Regions from separate parts of the Zea mays genome. Here region 2 is linked to region 1. A link is a contact called in public Hi-C data. All regions are on one chromosome and are shown on one strand. Each heading gives the region's core, a stretch centred on a gene start, on an enhancer-like site or on the middle of the called end of the contact. The rest is flanking DNA. Distances are from core to core; before and after follow the strand shown. Region 1 holds the start of LOC103627798 (auxin-induced protein 15A). Region 2 holds the start of NAR (Nitrate reductase [NAD(P)H]).

The links. Hi-C and Micro-C count contacts between places; a contact is called where the count stands out from the background.
Region 2: a Hi-C map of bundle sheath shows a contact between it and region 1, with 2.3 times the contacts expected there. The contact joins the promoter of NAR here to the promoter of LOC103627798 in region 1. A contact is called at or near these places in 2 of 25 Hi-C or Micro-C datasets (bundle sheath and ear).

Annotation. Positions count from the first base shown.
Region 1 is chr5:218,982,414-218,986,961 of Zm-B73-REFERENCE-NAM-5.0, reverse strand. It overlaps LOC103627798 (auxin-induced protein 15A), which reads right to left and starts at 2,771. Exons shown (of 1, transcript NM_001157540.2): 1 at 1,600-2,771. The coding sequence starts at 2,247. The coding sequence ends at 1,879.
Region 2 is chr5:219,127,337-219,131,884 of Zm-B73-REFERENCE-NAM-5.0, reverse strand. It overlaps NAR (Nitrate reductase [NAD(P)H]), which reads left to right and starts at 1,879. Exons shown (of 4, transcript NM_001175872.2): 1 at 1,879-2,916; 2 at 3,004-3,144; 3 at 3,388-3,620; 4 at 3,731-4,548. The coding sequence starts at 1,953.

The DNA of each region.
Region 1 (4,548 bases), core at 1,522-4,021:
TAAACTCGCTTTAGTAAGTGCGTTTATGAGATCGAGATGCCGCCACACCACACATGGTCCTTATCCAAATTCGCTGATGCTAACGAACAACTTATCAACAAGCTGAAGCTGGTGTGTGTGAAGCCTTTCTTCGCGGGTTTTTTTTCTTCTTCCATTCTCTCTTTTCACAAATGGTACAAACGGTACTAAGAGAAATTCGTTTTCCTAGATTAAGATTGGCTGCGCAATGGCGTCTGGCGGGCCACGCACGCTAGCCGGGTCCCCAAACTCCGATCTCCACTTGTGCAGCAGCTAGCGGGGGCCGGGGGCCAACTAAAAAAAGGCCGCTCGTGCCGTCACCTCTGTGTGTCGATCGACGACGACTCCGACTTTACGCTGCATCGCTTTGTCCAGTCGGCAGTGAAAGATCATGGATCAGAAACCAAACCACCGCAGCTACTAGTGGCGAGCAAAACGCATGCGGGTGCGGCCATCATCGCCTCGCCGCCTCTTTGGCAAAAGCCAAAAAAGCCTTAAGAGCATGGCGATGCAAGCGACCCGGGACGAATGGGCTCCCTTGCTGGGGTGAGATGAGAGTGAGCGAGGCCTGCACTCAACCTCTACGTGATTCCTGGGCTAGCGAAAGAACCTCATCCCGTCCCGTGGTTGTTTTTGTCTAGTGCGACAAAAAGGGGGATGTGTCTCAACTAACTCTCAAAAAAACGCGTGCACGTTGGGGTTAATATATGATATCCCATGTCAGTGCGAGTGAGATACGTACGGGCATGTACGTGCTATATATACTTGTGCTTTGACAGTGGGATCAGATCAGTTACAAGTTCTTTTTGGTACCACTACTAATAATCAATTTTGCGTAGTGACACCAACAAGAGCCCTAGGGTATTGCTCAAAGGTGGACTAGTTGCACACAGCGTATATAAGCTAGTAGTAGATTATCACAAGCTAGCCTCGATGGCTCAAGCTACCTAGGTATTGCCCAACTCTATCTCGATCGATGGCCTACTATATGGAGTCTAAGTCTATAACCACACGTTGAGCACAAAAGTGACGAAGTGGTAGGGAATAGCTAGGCTAGGGTGTCAATTGTCGTACAGGCAGAAAGGCGTCCTCCACCTGACTCGGCCAGGACCAGGACGACACGACACGAACCGGCAACGGAAGACAAGGAGCACCAGACCTAAAGCTCCGCAGAGCCAAATCTGGCAGAAGACCATGCATGATTAGCACTATATAGCTCTGCAACGCGTGGGAGAATAATCGACGGACGGAACAGAACAGGTAATCGATAATAAAAGGGAAAAGGATATCTGAACTGAAAGCACTACCTCTCCGGTTTGAGATTGGTGCCTGGATTCCACCTCTCTCTCTCTCTCTCTCGATCGATCGATCGTGGCGTTGGTTTATTCTTTGCTCGATGAACTCTGCCCCCACACGTTTCGGTCCTCATATCCACGCCAAATTAAGCAGTAGTCTATCTAGTCTTCCAGTGCTGCTGATACTACGCATCGTACGGTTATCTTTCTAGAGACTGTAGGTAGCTGGATTTCGAAGCGACGACCAGTTCTGAAATGACTGATGAACAAGTGCAGCTGATCGATGTGTAGTAACTAGTAACTATACACCGATCCATGTGTTAGTTAATTCATTAGTATAGTACATGCGCCTGCAGGATCAAACGCATGCAGAGAAGAGTACAAGGGAAGGGCCAACAACAAAGAGACAAAACTGGAAATCTATCGAAGAGGAAGCACAAGCACAGCACCCCTGCAGGGCTAGCTAGATAGCTACCTAATCTACGAACAACTATACTGTCCCTCGCTCTACACACACCACCAGACACCACCACACACGCGTAGGAAAGCCGAGGTCGTCGGTCGATCACGAGGTGACCCTTGCGCGGGTGCACGGGGAGGAGAGGGAGTAGTGGCCGCCGTGGGACCCCCCGCCGGCGTGGACGCGGTGGTGGTGCGAGGACGACGACGAGGGCGCCTGCGCCTCCCGCTCGACGAGCGCGCGCAGGCGGAGGAACTCGTCGGCGGAGCAGGGCAGGCGCAGCGGCCCCGCGGAGTAGTCGTAGCCGTAGGCGTCGCGCGCGGCCTCCAGCAGGCGCCGGAACTGCGGGTGGTACAGGTACGCGATGGGGATGACGAAGCGCTGCTGGGAGCCGTCGCCCTCCGCCGCCCCGACGCGCACCGCCAGCCACCCCTTCTTCACCTTCCCCTTCTTCTCCTCGCCGTGCTGCAGCATGGCTCTGAGTGGTGATCCTCCGGTCCTGCTTGCACCAACGGATCGATGCTCCGGCTTGCCGTCTCTGTCCCTGTACGCACGCTGAGCCCGGCTTCTCGGCTTCCTCAGACCTCAGCTCGCCTCTTCCCAGGCTGTGCGCGACCGGTGCAGGTGCAGCAAGCGAGCACTAGAGCGCCCCAAGCAAGCAAGCAGAATGCCTAGTTTTTTTTTCTTTCTTTCTTCTTATCCCTCGGTGTGGTGCGAGGCGTTTCGTGCCACTCGTGCTGGTTTTTATAGGGGACTCTCCATCTGCTGGGCGGGCCGGGACCCGGGAGCTACTGCAAAGTGCGGTAGTGTGCCTAGTGGCTGGCCGGGGTGCGTGCGGGTGCACGAACTAGTACGTCCTTTGTGTTACGGAAAGGAAAGGAGAGGAAAGGAAAGGAAAGGCAGCCTTCCTCAGCTCCGGGTGAGACAGATCGCACTAAGCTCCGTTCCGTCCGCGAGCTGCGAACTGACGACGCCCAGGCCCAGGCCCAGGCCTGATCGATCGATGCCCTGGCATTATTTGGTCCTCGGAATGGACATGGACGGGCGGCGGCGGATGGGTGGCCGTGGATGGATCGGAGGCGAGGATATGGTGCGTGCAGTGCAGGCAGGTCCGGGGGGACGTCCTGCTGTGGACCGTGGGCCACGGACGGAGAGAGTGGTGGAATCGACATCCCGGCAGGACAAGTGCGAGCCGCTTCAGTTGGCTGCTGCGCGCGGTCGATGGCTGCTGGTGGCGCTTGCCCAGTTGCCTGCCCCCACGAATCCACGATGGCTGGAGGCTGCACTGGCCGCGCGATCGAGTGGGCCCCGGCAAACCAGATGAGATGACGATGACGGTGGATCGGTCGCTAGCTAGCCAAGCATGTAGGCTGGAGTAATCCTCTGGATTTGGATCCTTTTCCGATCGATCAAACGAGGTTGGTGTACTCTTCAAGTTGTTTCATGCCATGCTTAATTACGAGTGTGTGTGCGTCTACTCCACTACTCCTACATCAGTACTACACGGATATTTGCACGGCGAAGACTGCTGATCCGCATATATTTTCTCTCTTTCTACCCCCCTCCCCGACATGTGCATACGTCATACGTGGTAATATATATATCTCGGAGGACCAGCTATATTAGTTGCGGTGTGTGTGAAGCAACACGAAGAAAAATTTCAAGAAACATCAGCTTGATCGATCATGCAGCTGGGCCACGGCGTATTTATTCCTTTTTTTTCTCATGATGTCATGGGGCCACTCTTGGAGCGAGGCCATCAAGTGACACGGATGAATTGAACGAATGACACCCACAAATACATCTCGATCGTTCGCGCTCTTCTACTAATTTGGATACCACACGTAACTAGCTAGAAAAAGGTACGTGCGTCTACTTATCTAATTAACGGTTGTCCGATCCATCTAACATCCATGTGAGGCACAATATCAATGCCGTCATCATGAGTGCATTGTAATTTTGGATATTGGAGCCTTCTGCTCGTTCATACTACCGATGATCGTGCTGGTCTCGATAGGCTCGCAAACCTTAGGGGTGTTTTGTTGGAGGGACTAAAGATTAGTCTCTAGTTTTTAGTCTCATTTAATCTTTTTTTTTCCCAAACACTAGGACTAAAATGATTTAGTCTTTAGTCCTTCACATATGTGTTAAAAGGAACTAAACTATATTAATTCCACATTTACCCCACGTTTAGTTTAATTGTACTAATAGCAGGAGAATGTTAAAGGCTATTTTAGTCTTATTATGAGTCATTTAGTATATTCTTACTATTTTTAGCCCCTAGAACCAAACATGTTAGGGATTAAACTTTGGTCTACTAACTAAACTTTAGTCCTTGGACTAAAGAAACCAAACACTGCCTTAGACGACGTAGGTAGGTATTTGATGCTCAGATGATCACAGGATGACGCTATACTGGTCGTCGTTTATTTTGTCTCTTGGTTTGCTAGGTTGACGCGTGCGTGGATCTCATAAACGATAATAATTAATATATAGGCTGAAGATTAGGACACGCCTTTTGTAGGCTTTGTTGATTGAACAAAACTCCTGTGATAGCGATTAGCGAACTCATAGCTTTTGGTAATTAATAAATAATACTCCTTCCGTTTCTTTTTATTTACCGCTGGATGGTGTAAAATTGTATTATCCAGCGACAAATAAAAAGAAACGGAGGAAGTATACCTTACCATGCATAAACCGCTACACCATTGTACATAGATGTGCTCGTAATACTGCTACCTTCTTTTGCGCTACGCAAGCTTGACGGAAATTTCC
Region 2 (4,548 bases), core at 630-3,129, 150 kb before region 1:
CCCTTGGAGGCGGCGGGAGGCGACCCCTGTGGCTTGTAGTGGGGAGCCGGGCGGGCCTTGAGGTCCTGAGAAGCTGCGCCACTGCACCTACTGCTGCAATCCTCGGTCTCCCGCAGGCCGCAGCTGCAGCTGCATCCTCCTGGCGTCTCACCGGTTACTTGGCCATTGGAAAACGCCATGCGCCACGCGCCTTGTTAATTGGACTAGCGATTACCGCAGGCCACACCAATCATTTAGTCTGAGACCTGTGCATTTTCCCTGTCGAAGTGGGCGGCTGGGACGGGGGAGCAGTATCTTATGGTTCGTGATTAGCTAGCTTAGCTACTCTTGCGTTGCGTTGCGTCACGGATGGTTTAACATAGTAATATTTGCCGAGTTTATTAATGTACCCAAAGATCTGCTTGTTTTATACTAGTGACCAGTGACAGATTGTGGAGTGGTCATTAATTGATCTCTGAGGTTTTCTTTTTCTTTTTGGTCTGAATTGAGAGCTGCGAATGGAGGCACTCTTGTGTTCATTAGCTATAGTTCTGACTTCGCGCTATCACTTTCTGACTTTGTTCAGAGAGGGGGAGAAAACAATGCAGGTACAACTTACAAGATACGTTCAGGACGCGGTCCCCGTATAATGAATATCAAGGGCTGATTAGTATTACACCTCCTGTCTACTAGATATTTGGGATTCAAAATGGAAGGAACCTAATAAATATATCAAGCTGCTTCGTGCATATTGAGCTTCTTTGTCCTAGTGTCTTTTAACAGATTTTATTTATAACCATGTTCTACAGCGTCAAAAAATGCAAGAAACAGCTTCAGTAAGTTCGGTGTATATGTATACAAACTACAAACCCCCTACGCTTGGTTAACCTTGTAGCTAGGACGATCAAGATACCCACCTGTGATTGGCGAAGTAGACGTGAAAAAAAAACAGAGCAACGAGAGAAAAAAAAGAAGCCAATGGTGCCCGGCAGATCTGCATAAACTAGTCGGCGAAACCGAAAGGAAGCAGGAAAGAAGCGACGGGAGCTAGCGTGTCCAGGCAAAGGCCTCCCGTCCCAAGGCGCTCATCTCAGACGCGCACGGTGTCCACTGTCCAGTCCAGGAGCTCCTCAGGATTTCACCCGGGAAAGGTCGTCTCTCAGGCAAGCGGCATTCGGGGATGGTTGCAGCTGCCGCACTCACTCTTGCCGTCCGCCTCCCCTTCCTTTGTCGTGTCACGTAAGGCCTTGTTCGTTTGCGTCGGATTGCACCCGGAATCATTCCGGCTAATCAAAGTTTATATAAATTAGAGAAACAATCCGGCCGGGAATTATTCCGACCCACTAATCCGACACAAACGAACAAGACCTAAAGGTGAAGCTGAGGTTGGTGTCAGACCAACAGCATTCCACTTCGATTTGCATTCGCATCAGAAGTAGTAGTCCTAGTGACCTTTCAGTACAACACGGCCACGGCATTCACCGGAGGGCTGCACATGTGTGGTGTGATGTGTCCAACTTCAACTCTGATGAGAAGGCCAATGCAACTAACCGGTGCCGAAACAACAGCCTTCTGAAATCCTGAACAGCCTACTTGTTTCATCAGCGAAAGAAAAAAAAAGAAAGAGATAACTCTGAATAGTCCAGCTAGCGGTATGCGATTGCGACTTGAAATTACAAATTAGTGCTTGCTATCTGCACGGGAAAACTAAAATATCGTTTTCAGCCAGTCGGCCATGCAAGTGAAGCCGTTTGTATAGGATGGAAAAGAAACACCAGTGGAGCGCACCATGTTTCTTGTTTCCAGCCACGAGAAGAGAACCACCGCGCGCGAGCTCTGTCGTCCGTCCCTATATAAACGCCGCACCACCACCTCCCCAGCTTCCAAGACCAGATGCCACTCTGAGCTTCCGATTAACCTCCAGCTCTGGTCATCACAATTAAAACAAACCGTTCCCGCAGCTCGTGCCGACAATGGCGGCCTCCGTTGAGCGGCACCTGGCCCCCCACCCGTGGCCGGCCAATGCGCCTCCCAAGAGCTTCGACATGTTCCGCTCCGGCGGCCCAGGAGGCAAGCGCCGCACCGGCCCCGACTCCGACTCCGAGGACGAGGACAGCATTCCCCCGGACTGGCGGTCGCTGTACAGCCCGCGCCTGGAGGTGGAGCCGCCCGCCCACGACCCACGCGACGAGGCCACCTCCGACGCGTGGGTGCGGCGCCACCCGGCGCTCGTCCGGCTCACGGGCAAGCACCCCTTCAACTCGGAGCCGCCGGTGCCGCGGCTGATGGCGCACGGCTTCATCACCCCGGCGCCGCTCCACTACGTGCGCAACCACGGGGCGGTCCCCCGGGCGGACTGGTCCACCTGGACAGTGGAGGTGGCGGGGCTCGTGAGGCGGCCCGCCAGGCTCACCATGGAGCAGCTGGTGACGGAGTTCGAGGCCGTGGAGCTCCCCGTCACGCTGGTGTGCGCGGGCAACCGGCGCAAGGAGCAGAACATGGTGCGCCAGACCGTCGGCTTCAACTGGGGCCCCGGCGCCATCTCCACGTCCGTGTGGCGCGGCGCGCGCCTCCGCGACGTGCTGCGCCGCTGCGGCGTCATGGGCGCCGCGGACGGCGCCGCCAACGTCTGCTTCGAGGGCGCCGAGGACCTCCCCGGCGGCGGCGGCGGCGGCAAGTACGGCACCAGCCTGCGCCGCGGGGTGGCCATGGACCCCGCGCGCGACGTCATCCTCGCCTACATGCAGAACGGGGAGCCGCTCGCGCCCGACCACGGCTTCCCGGTGCGCGTCATCGTGCCCGGGTTCATCGGCGGCCGCATGGTCAAGTGGCTCAAGCGGATCATCGTCGCGTCCAGCGAGTCCGAGAGCTACTACCACTACCGCGACAACCGGGTGCTGCCGTCCCACGTCGACGCCGACCTCGCCAATGCCGAAGGTTTGTACATCGGTCTAGTTTTGTTTCCTCTGCTCGCCAACGTGTGCGAGGGCGACGACGCTAATAAATGTTCTCTCTGTTGTACAGCGTGGTGGTACAAGCCGGAGTGCATGATAAACGAGCTGAACATCAACTCGGTGATCACCACACCAGGACACGACGAGGTGCTGCCCATCAACGCCCTCACGACGCAGCGGCCGTATACGATCAAAGGATACGCATACTCCGGTGAGTGAGTCCAACAACGCAGCATTTCATCATCCCATCTTGCATTGCATCACCCACGCCCCCTGGATCTGAGTCGGAGTCAAGGAAGAGCGATCCGAATTTTGTTTGAGCTCGGGCTTTCTCCATGTTAAAGCCCAGTAAAGAAACAACGTTTGAGGCTTCTATTGGGCTTTCCAAGCCTATTTTCCTAGTTTCCTTGTGGGCTAAAACCGAAACTCACGGTGGTGGTGCCTCTGTTGCCAGGTGGCGGCCGGAAAGTAACCCGGGTGGAGGTGACGCTGGACGGCGGCGAGACGTGGCATGTGTGCTCGCTCGACCACCCGGAGCGTCCAACCAAGTACGGCAAGTACTGGTGCTGGTGCTTCTGGTCCGTCGACGTCGAGGTGCTCGACGTGCTCGGGGCCAAGGAAATCGCCGTCCGCGCCTGGGACGAGGCCATGAACACCCAGCCGGAGAAGCTTGTCTGGAACCTCATGGTGAGTTGCCGCTCCATCGTGTTTCCCTTCCCGTGGAACCATGCATGTCCTCCTCTCCACGACTGTGTTAGCTTAAATACACGCACGTGCGTCTGTTCCTCTACGCGCAGGGCATGATGAACAACTGCTGGTTCCGGGTGAAGATCAACGCGTGCCGGCCGCACAAGGGCGAGATCGGCATGGTGTTCGAGCACCCGGCGCAGCCGGGCAACCAGCCGGGCGGCTGGATGGCGCGGCAGAAGCACCTCGAGACATCGGAGAGCGCGCAGAGCACGCTGAAGAAGAGCACGTCCACGCCCTTCATGAACACGGCCACCGCGCAGTACACCATGTCCGAGGTGCGCCGCCACACGTCCCCGGACTCCGCCTGGATCATCGTGCACGGCCACATCTACGATTGCACGGGCTTCCTCAAGGACCACCCGGGCGGTGCCGACAGCATCCTCATCAACGCCGGCACCGACTGCACCGAGGAGTTCGACGCCATCCACTCCGACAAGGCCCGCGGCCTCCTCGAGATGTACCGCGTGGGCGAGCTCGTTGTCACCGGCAGCGACTACTCCCCGCAGAACAGCCACGCCGACCTCAAGGCCATCGTCGAGGCCCCCGCTGCAGCCGCGCCGTTATCGGTGACGTCGACCGTCGCGCTCTCCAATCCGCGAGAGAAGGTCAGGTGCCGGCTCGTCGATAAGAAGAGCCTGTCCTACAACGTGCGCCTCTTCCGGTTCGCGCTGCCATCGCCGGACCAGAAGCTCGGCCTTCCCGTCGGCAGGCACGTGTACGTGTGCGCGTCGATAGGCGGCAAGCTCTGCATGCGCGCGTACACGCCCACGAGCCCCGTCGACGAGGTCGGCCACGTCGATCTCCTCATCAAGATATACTTCAAGGACGAGGACCCCAAGTACCCCAACGGCGGGCTCATGTCGCA